2 separate regions of the Gasterosteus aculeatus genome follow, and region 1 is linked to region 2. Evidence: chromatin contacts called from public Hi-C data. All regions are on one chromosome and are shown on one strand. Each heading gives the region's core, a stretch centred on a gene start, on an enhancer-like site or on the middle of the called end of the contact. The rest is flanking DNA. Distances are from core to core; before and after follow the strand shown.

The links. Hi-C and Micro-C count contacts between places; a contact is called where the count stands out from the background.
Region 1: a contact with region 2 is called in a Hi-C map of tail fin, with 5 times the contacts expected there. The contact joins the enhancer-like site here to the promoter of LOC120834342 in region 2. A contact is called at or near these places in 3 of 6 Hi-C or Micro-C datasets (skeletal muscle, tail fin and whole body).

What each region holds. Positions count from the first base shown.
Region 1 is chr16:16,669,428-16,673,001 of fGasAcu3.hap1.1, forward strand. No RefSeq gene overlaps it. Among protein-coding and RNA genes, the nearest start is that of LOC120834002, 8.4 kb to the left of the region's middle. Within about 2 kb of position 1,849, at least 1 of the 9 cell types and tissues checked has open chromatin away from gene starts, as enhancers often do.
Region 2 is chr16:16,629,566-16,633,157 of fGasAcu3.hap1.1, forward strand. LOC120834342 (ADP-ribosylation factor-like protein 4C) reads right to left here and starts at 1,763. Exons shown (of 1, transcript XM_040202285.2): 1 at 1-1,763. The coding sequence starts at 1,031. The coding sequence ends at 453.

The DNA.
Region 1 (3,574 bases), core at 599-3,098, 40 kb after region 2:
GTTAAAAATGGAGGTCATGAATCCAACAGTAACAAAGTCACAAAATACAATCTCTTGGTTTCTTTCACACAATATGCCAATTGTTGTAAGTTACAAATCAGAATTCATGTTTATGCAACAAATCTATCCCAACTATAAGTGGTATTCAAGGATACTTCATTGTGCGTAACTCGCTCTGGCGTTGCATAGTCTTGTCGATCTGTCTAATTTGTGTTTCTACACAAAAAAAAAGAAAAACAATTTGTCCATGTACGTGAAACCAATATATTGCATATAAAACATATTTCATGACCTGCCATGATACTGAGCTGAATAATATAAAATCAAGTATTAAAATTATAAACTGGTGGTTTTACCAAAATAATCTAATTTTAAGGAAATGTCAACCTTTATGCCCACTGTTTTTCTTTCGCCTCAATGCGCTGCTCTTTTCCCTTCTTGCAATCCAAAGGTCAGTAAGAAATTACAGCTTCTGTACAAGAATGAGGAAAGTGTAAAACGATCTGCTCTTAAAACAAAAATAAAATCAGTCACAGTGGGCAGGTGTGAAAGCAGTGGACTGAGAGGCTGCACGTCTCACTTTAGTTTCAGAACAACGCGTCTGTTTCATGATTTCCTCCCCAGACGAAAGAGAGGAAACAACAGATCATCTTAGTGAAGGATGGAGCACACGCTCTGGGGAGATGAGCTCATTACATTCATGCAATCTAACTTAACTGCACAGGCTTATCGAATCTACAAGCGATGGCAACTAAATTACAAATTCAATCAGTTTTGCTTATGGCTCCGCTTCTCTGCATCTCATGTGGGACTCCAGCACGCAACAGGGAGATAATACACGTTTGATGGACGATTGGTGAGCAAATCAAGTGTATTCTTGAAGTGTAAAACGGCGGAGTTAGAAGCATTTTATTATCACAGAGACCTCCGTCAGGAAGACGTCCCCCCATCAGAAAAGCTAAAATCCTGATCTGCTTTGAAATGAAGTGAATCCACGCGTTTGCTCGTGCGTCACATCCTCATTACAGGCCGCTGGTCCCCGAGCGGCGCTTCATTCTCTGCCCGTGAGGCGAGGTGAGCGCCACCCTCGTCTGGGAGCTCAGGCATTCAAATTCAGCTCACAGGTGAAGCTGAAGGAAGCCAGAGAGTCTCAGAGGGAGTTCAGGTGTTGTCTCTGCCGAAAGAGACGAGTCCTTCTGTTCCCTCCTCCAAACACATGCAATCATTAGCACGCACGCACAATACAGCTCACATGCATTTGTCAAGCTCTGCAGCTATGTAGGCCGAGGGAGCTGCTGTAAATACACATGAAAGAATAGTTTGATCAGTTACATGAAATGAGAAGATTGAAACCTCCAATATTTTACAGTTGTCTGGTCTTGGTCGGTTAAAATTCAGCACCGCTAAAGCTGACAACAAATGAGTATATATTTTATCTGCACAAAAGTTAAAAAGTAAATTCATGGGTCCAGCTCAACGTGCTAACGCATCCTTCCTGCCACAGATAGAGGACAGATTTTCCCTGAGATTTGAACAAAAGACAGTTGTTCCTCTGCAATGGTCACCAGGATCATTTCTATGCAGCGGCACCTCTTCTTCATCCCCAACGGCGCTGGGGTTCGGGTTATGGAACAAGCACAGTTAATCAACGCTCTCAAACTAAGTGACCGTACTCACAATCCAATTATCGCGATCTCCCAGTGTGGCCGAGATCCCGTCCTCCCTCTCGGTTTGGCGCGCCGTCGACCCAAACAAAGGGCCCGACCCAGCGAGTGTCAACAGTGAGACGGGCGCTTCACTGGCATCTGAACGGAAGCACAGCAGAGCGCCGGGCGGCCTGCCCATTTTTCATTAAAGCTCCTTTCCTTAACGTGTTGGCGCCGGCAGGTGTTTGTGGTTTCCCGCAGCGCCAGATCAGACGCCTCCCTCATTTCAGGTTGGGGAATATGGATGCCTGCAACTAATTTCATTGCAATCCAACCAATAGCTGCAGAGACGTTTCACTGAGAAGGCCAGAGGAAAGTTTCCTCAAAGATATAAGGAATCAAAGCATTAAAGCAAATGTTATCTGAGCGATAAAAAATGCATTGTTACTGACGTTCCATGAGGGGAAAACCAAACAGTGCTGCAGCTATCTTTCACTATCTTTCTAAGTTCACGCTCGCTGCCTTCGTGCTCCGGCTGCGTCACGGCTTTCCTTTAAATAAAGGGATTCCCGGGGCTGACAAAAGGCCCGTTTCTGACTTTGCTCCTCTGCGTAACCATTGAATGGAGAGGGAGGCGACGTTTGCTCACTGGAGCTGAACGGGCTGCATCAAACGCCTGTTTTTTGTTCTAAAGATGACCGTTCAGGCGTTTCCTCAGTCGATATGCAGCCTGCTGGTTGAGTGGGACTCTTGAGCATTTGTCTTTGATGGAAACCTTATAAGTCAGGCACTCTCCGTGACCTTTGTCTATTGCCCATATTGGTGGCAAAGGAAGAGTCATTTGAAGTCTAACAGGGGTTTCTGGTCTATAGACCATCGCCTTCCACTTATATACGCTTTATTCTTTAGAGTCAATTTGATTTATGAAAGAAAATCACTTAGTTATAGAAAGAGTTAGAAACTGACAACTGAGTGTATATTCTGTTTTTCTTTCGAGCTGTTTAATATATTTTTGCTGTTGCAATACTTCCTCAGAGAGATCAGTGAGATCAATCAATATGTCAGATGATGTTGGCGAAAGCAACGCCCCGTCCAGCTGCTGACAAAGGCTGTCTCTGCTGTCAAACACTGTCAATCAAAGATAATGTCATAATTATGAGTCAAGGCACAAAACGTTGGGTTGAAAAATGTGTTCAAAGTAAAAATATGTTTTGGAAAAAAAAGTAGAAAAATATTAGGTAAAAAAATATCTGGAAAAATGTTTTTAAAAAGAAAATCAAAATTTGTTGTGTCAAAAAATGTCACGAAAAAAACTAAGAAATCCACATCCATGTGTTTGTTGATGTTTATGTGAATGTGTGGCTGTAAAAGGCTCTTATATGTACACGTCTCTCAACGTGTTCGTCGGCTGCTGAGTGCAGATTTTATAGCTTTTTTTATTAAAAACAGCTGACTGCTGGGTCTGAAAATGCTGCTAATGAGAGCAGTGAGGGTAGAAAACATTAAAGCTACTGACCGTTAAACCAAACAGCGAGCTGAAGTGCAGACAGCTGATAATTCTCACTTTCTCTTAATGTGAAAATGTATGTTTATTAGCAGTATTAAAGGTTTAAGATTTGTAGTCTCCACGTTCAAGCTGGTGACATCACATCGTATGGGGATGTAATTATTGTGATGTCATCACCTCGGCATGGTCTAGGTTTCTCACTACTAATACTGCTCCTTGATTACCGTGTTGGTACATCTAGCTAATACTGAACTGTAACCCTTTTTAGTAACAGCCGGCTCACAGGTCGAGACTGAAAAGAAGGGAGAGGGTTGAGTGTTTTTTGTGTTTCTGCTGCTGTTAATCAGGAGCTGATGGACTCCCACTGGAGTGTTTCACTAATCAGCAGATAAACAGCTGCAGCCGAGGAGCCACTTAATAC
Region 2 (3,592 bases), core at 513-3,012:
AAAAAGAAATAATAAAAAAAAGAGCAGGGGGCACAAATGACCCGCGCCACGTGCAAAAATCAAACGACCTCCTGTGGGTGGAGATGAAGACTACTGGGCCTTAACAGTCCTGGTGAGCGACGGCGGAGGAGCTTCATCATCCGGGTCACTCCGCGTCCAAAGTCCACGGCGGGGCAGCAGATTAACGGGCCAGCCCGCGTCTCTCCCTCCGCGCTGTCCACCTGAAGAGCCACTTCAAGTTTCTTTAGTCTTTTTTGGTTATCGGATAGTCTATATCCTGCAGCCTCCCGTGTGCCGAATGATGCACTCAGCAGGGCTTCACAGCTTTAATCCAAACTGAGGATGAGGAGAAAACAAAACGATAGGAAAACACTGCAAAGTAAACACTGGCACAACCGGGACCCCCGCACAGTTTATTGGACTCAATCGCCTCCTCCCAGAAACCGCAGCTGTTACCGCTTCTTCTTCTGCTTCAGGGATTTCCTCCTCTTCAGTATCATCTCATACAGCTTGTCCATTCCCTCGTGAAGCCCCTCGCCTATTATGGCGCACGCGGGTTGGATGTGATAGGCGGTGGAGGGGCCGAGCTCGTGCAGAGCCAGCTGCTTCTCGATGTCCGCCACCGGGAGGGATTTGGGCAGGTCCTGCTTGTTGGCGATGACCAGCAGCGGCGTGCCCTGGTTCTCCGCGAACTTGGTGACTTTGTGCAGTTCCGTCTTGGCCTCCTCCAGCCGGTCCACGTCCACGGAGTCCACCACGTAGATGATCCCGTCGGTGCACCGGCTGTAGGACTTCCACAGGGGCCTCAGCTTCTCTTGGCCCCCCACGTCCCAGAAATGGCAGCTGATGCCCTTCGCGGTGCCGTTGCTCAGCTTGATCTTCTCGGTGTTGAACCCGATGGTGGGGACCGTGTTGACGAACTCGTTGAATTTGAGTCTGTAGAGGACCGTGGTCTTCCCCGCTGAGTCCAAGCCCAGCATGACGATGTGCAGAGACTGGAAGGCTGAGATGTTGGAGAAGCTGTTGCCCATTTCGGCGTTTGTGTTTTCTTTGCGCAGCTGCAGGAGGTTTTTTGTTCTATTATTTATCCAGGAGATAAAACGGCTGCGGTCATTGATTCCCGTGGGAGGGAAGGGGGGCGGGGGAGTAACCAGGGTGGTGCGCGGGGCCCGGTGCGCTCCGGATGACCGCTGTGGCCCTCAGCGGCGGCGGCGGGGGACGCGGTGCGCCTCGGCAGGACGCAGCGCGCCGCTCATTAGTATTCTCCTCGCGCACTCGCATCCATTCGGTGCCGCGGAGACGCTGCGCGGGTCAAACGGGCTCCTCCGGGACAGCGAGGGCGGCGTCGGCGCCGGGAAGGACACCGACGATCGCGAACCCTTTCCCCTGCCTCCAGCAGCAGCCTCTCCCCCCCCCTGCGTCCTCTGATTCAGTCCTCCGCAGGACCAAACACACACCCTCCGCGGATGGATTCACCTCTCGGGCTCGTTGGCTGCGCCCGGCTCCTGAGGTTGAATAACGGGGGGGTGGGGGTGGGGGTCCAAACCGATTCGTTGGCCGGGTCGTGTCGGGCGCTGCTCTCCGGAGGACCTGCTGCAGCTGCAGTGGTGCGAGGCTGACAAAACAAGACCGCAAAACAAGAGGCGGCCCCGCTACGCTCCACCCCGCCCGGGACCTGTGCCAATGAGATCCGGATCCTGCGGACGCCCCAACACCGCGGACACGCGCTCCTCCTGCAGCCTCCGGCTTCACAACTGCACATGGTTGTGATGCATTGGTCTTCAACGCAATTTACGCAAACTGCGTCATAAATAGAGTTTTTTTTAGAGTTTTAAGCGGATTCAAATCGATCGTTTTCTAAATCGTCTGGACATTTAGACCACACTTCGTCTGGTCTAAATGTCTGGTTTTATTTTGCCTACAAATGAAATAAAGTTAAGTTATGAATCCAATAAAATGCAAAATAGTTATGCTTTTATTTCTCCGTCCTAAATATAGGGAATCGTTTTAAAATGTGTTTCCTATGACCGTAAGGGATGAATCCAGAGCAACATCGCCCTCTTCCGGTTAAAAGATGCAACAACATGGAAGGATGAAGGATGCACAGGATTGACGTGAAGGACTTCTTCTGAAACTTGGGCCGTCGGTCAAAAAACACAACCAATAAATTAAATGATAAATATTTTACAGATGTTGAAAAAAACAACAGTTAATTCCAAACTATATAAACTCTTCTGAAATGGTAATTTTGCCAAACGATGGTTAACATAATCTCCAAAATAAAAGCTCTTCCCACTAAACATTAATAGAAATAATTCAGAATCAGGGACAACGATCGATGACTAAATCAAAGAATTGGAAATACATGTCATCAATACATTTCATACGTCATATGTGCAACAACGTGTATCCAACCACTCAATCCAAATATGTATTGTATTCATAGTCCTGTCATTTCAATGCCTGGTTTTTGTACTTGTTGTTTTCTGTTTTTCTACTGGTCTCTAGTTGTATGTAACCGTGGGACCAATGAAGGATTATTTCATTGCATGTGATCTCCGTATGTGCAGTACTACTTTCATCCACCAAGTGGCACCATGTGTTCATTTCTCACAGTCCACAGTCACACATTTCTCAATCTAAATAAATAAGAGAGGTCTCAGCATGTTCATAACACACACACACACACACACACACAGTTCCAGGAAGTAGCCTGTTACAAACAGTCAACGTACATGTGCACACACGTCTCCAGTCTCTCCCATTACTCCTTCGTCATCATTCGAGTGAGGATCCCTGGAACTCTCCACAAACCTAATCTTCTCTGTAAATAAATGCACACACACACAACATATACATCTCTCACACACTTACACATGCACACACACACACACACACACACACACACACACACACACACACACACACACACACATCTATTTACGGTGGACGTGAGAGCCCTCCTCTTCCCCGATGCCCGATTCCCTTCCAGGGATGTCATTACCCGAGCTGTGCCGCAGGATGAACATAAATAAACTGAAGTATCATTCAAGATCCCCCGTTCATTATGTTGCTATTGTTGAATATTGAGACCTTTAGAAGAGCACCAAGGAGCCACACACACACACACACACACACACACACACACACACACACACACACGAGGTAAAGGCAAGTTAACCCTCACCTGTTCTGTGTCTCACGGGCCATGCAGCAAATGCCCACCTATGCGCTGAGGCTACATTTGGGTCTGATGTCTGTACTACCACGAGGAGGAACTACATCATGACCATAATACCGATTTGGGAAACACCGGTCTTTTGTTTTCTGGTAGTTTTATTTTGGATTGCTCATTAAGTTTTTATCTTTTGTTGGAATGGCAGCAAAGCTCACAAAGGGACCGAATGGGAAGCATTCAGACAGAAAAGGGGAGTTCTGGCTTGTAAAAACATTTGAAAAGACTAACTTAAAAAATGTGTTAAATCATCCAACAATGCATATTAATTGGTATATTATCCTAAAATCATAGTAATAACTGCTGCACATATCAGAATACACAACAGATGGTTAATATCAGAAAATAATTGTATAT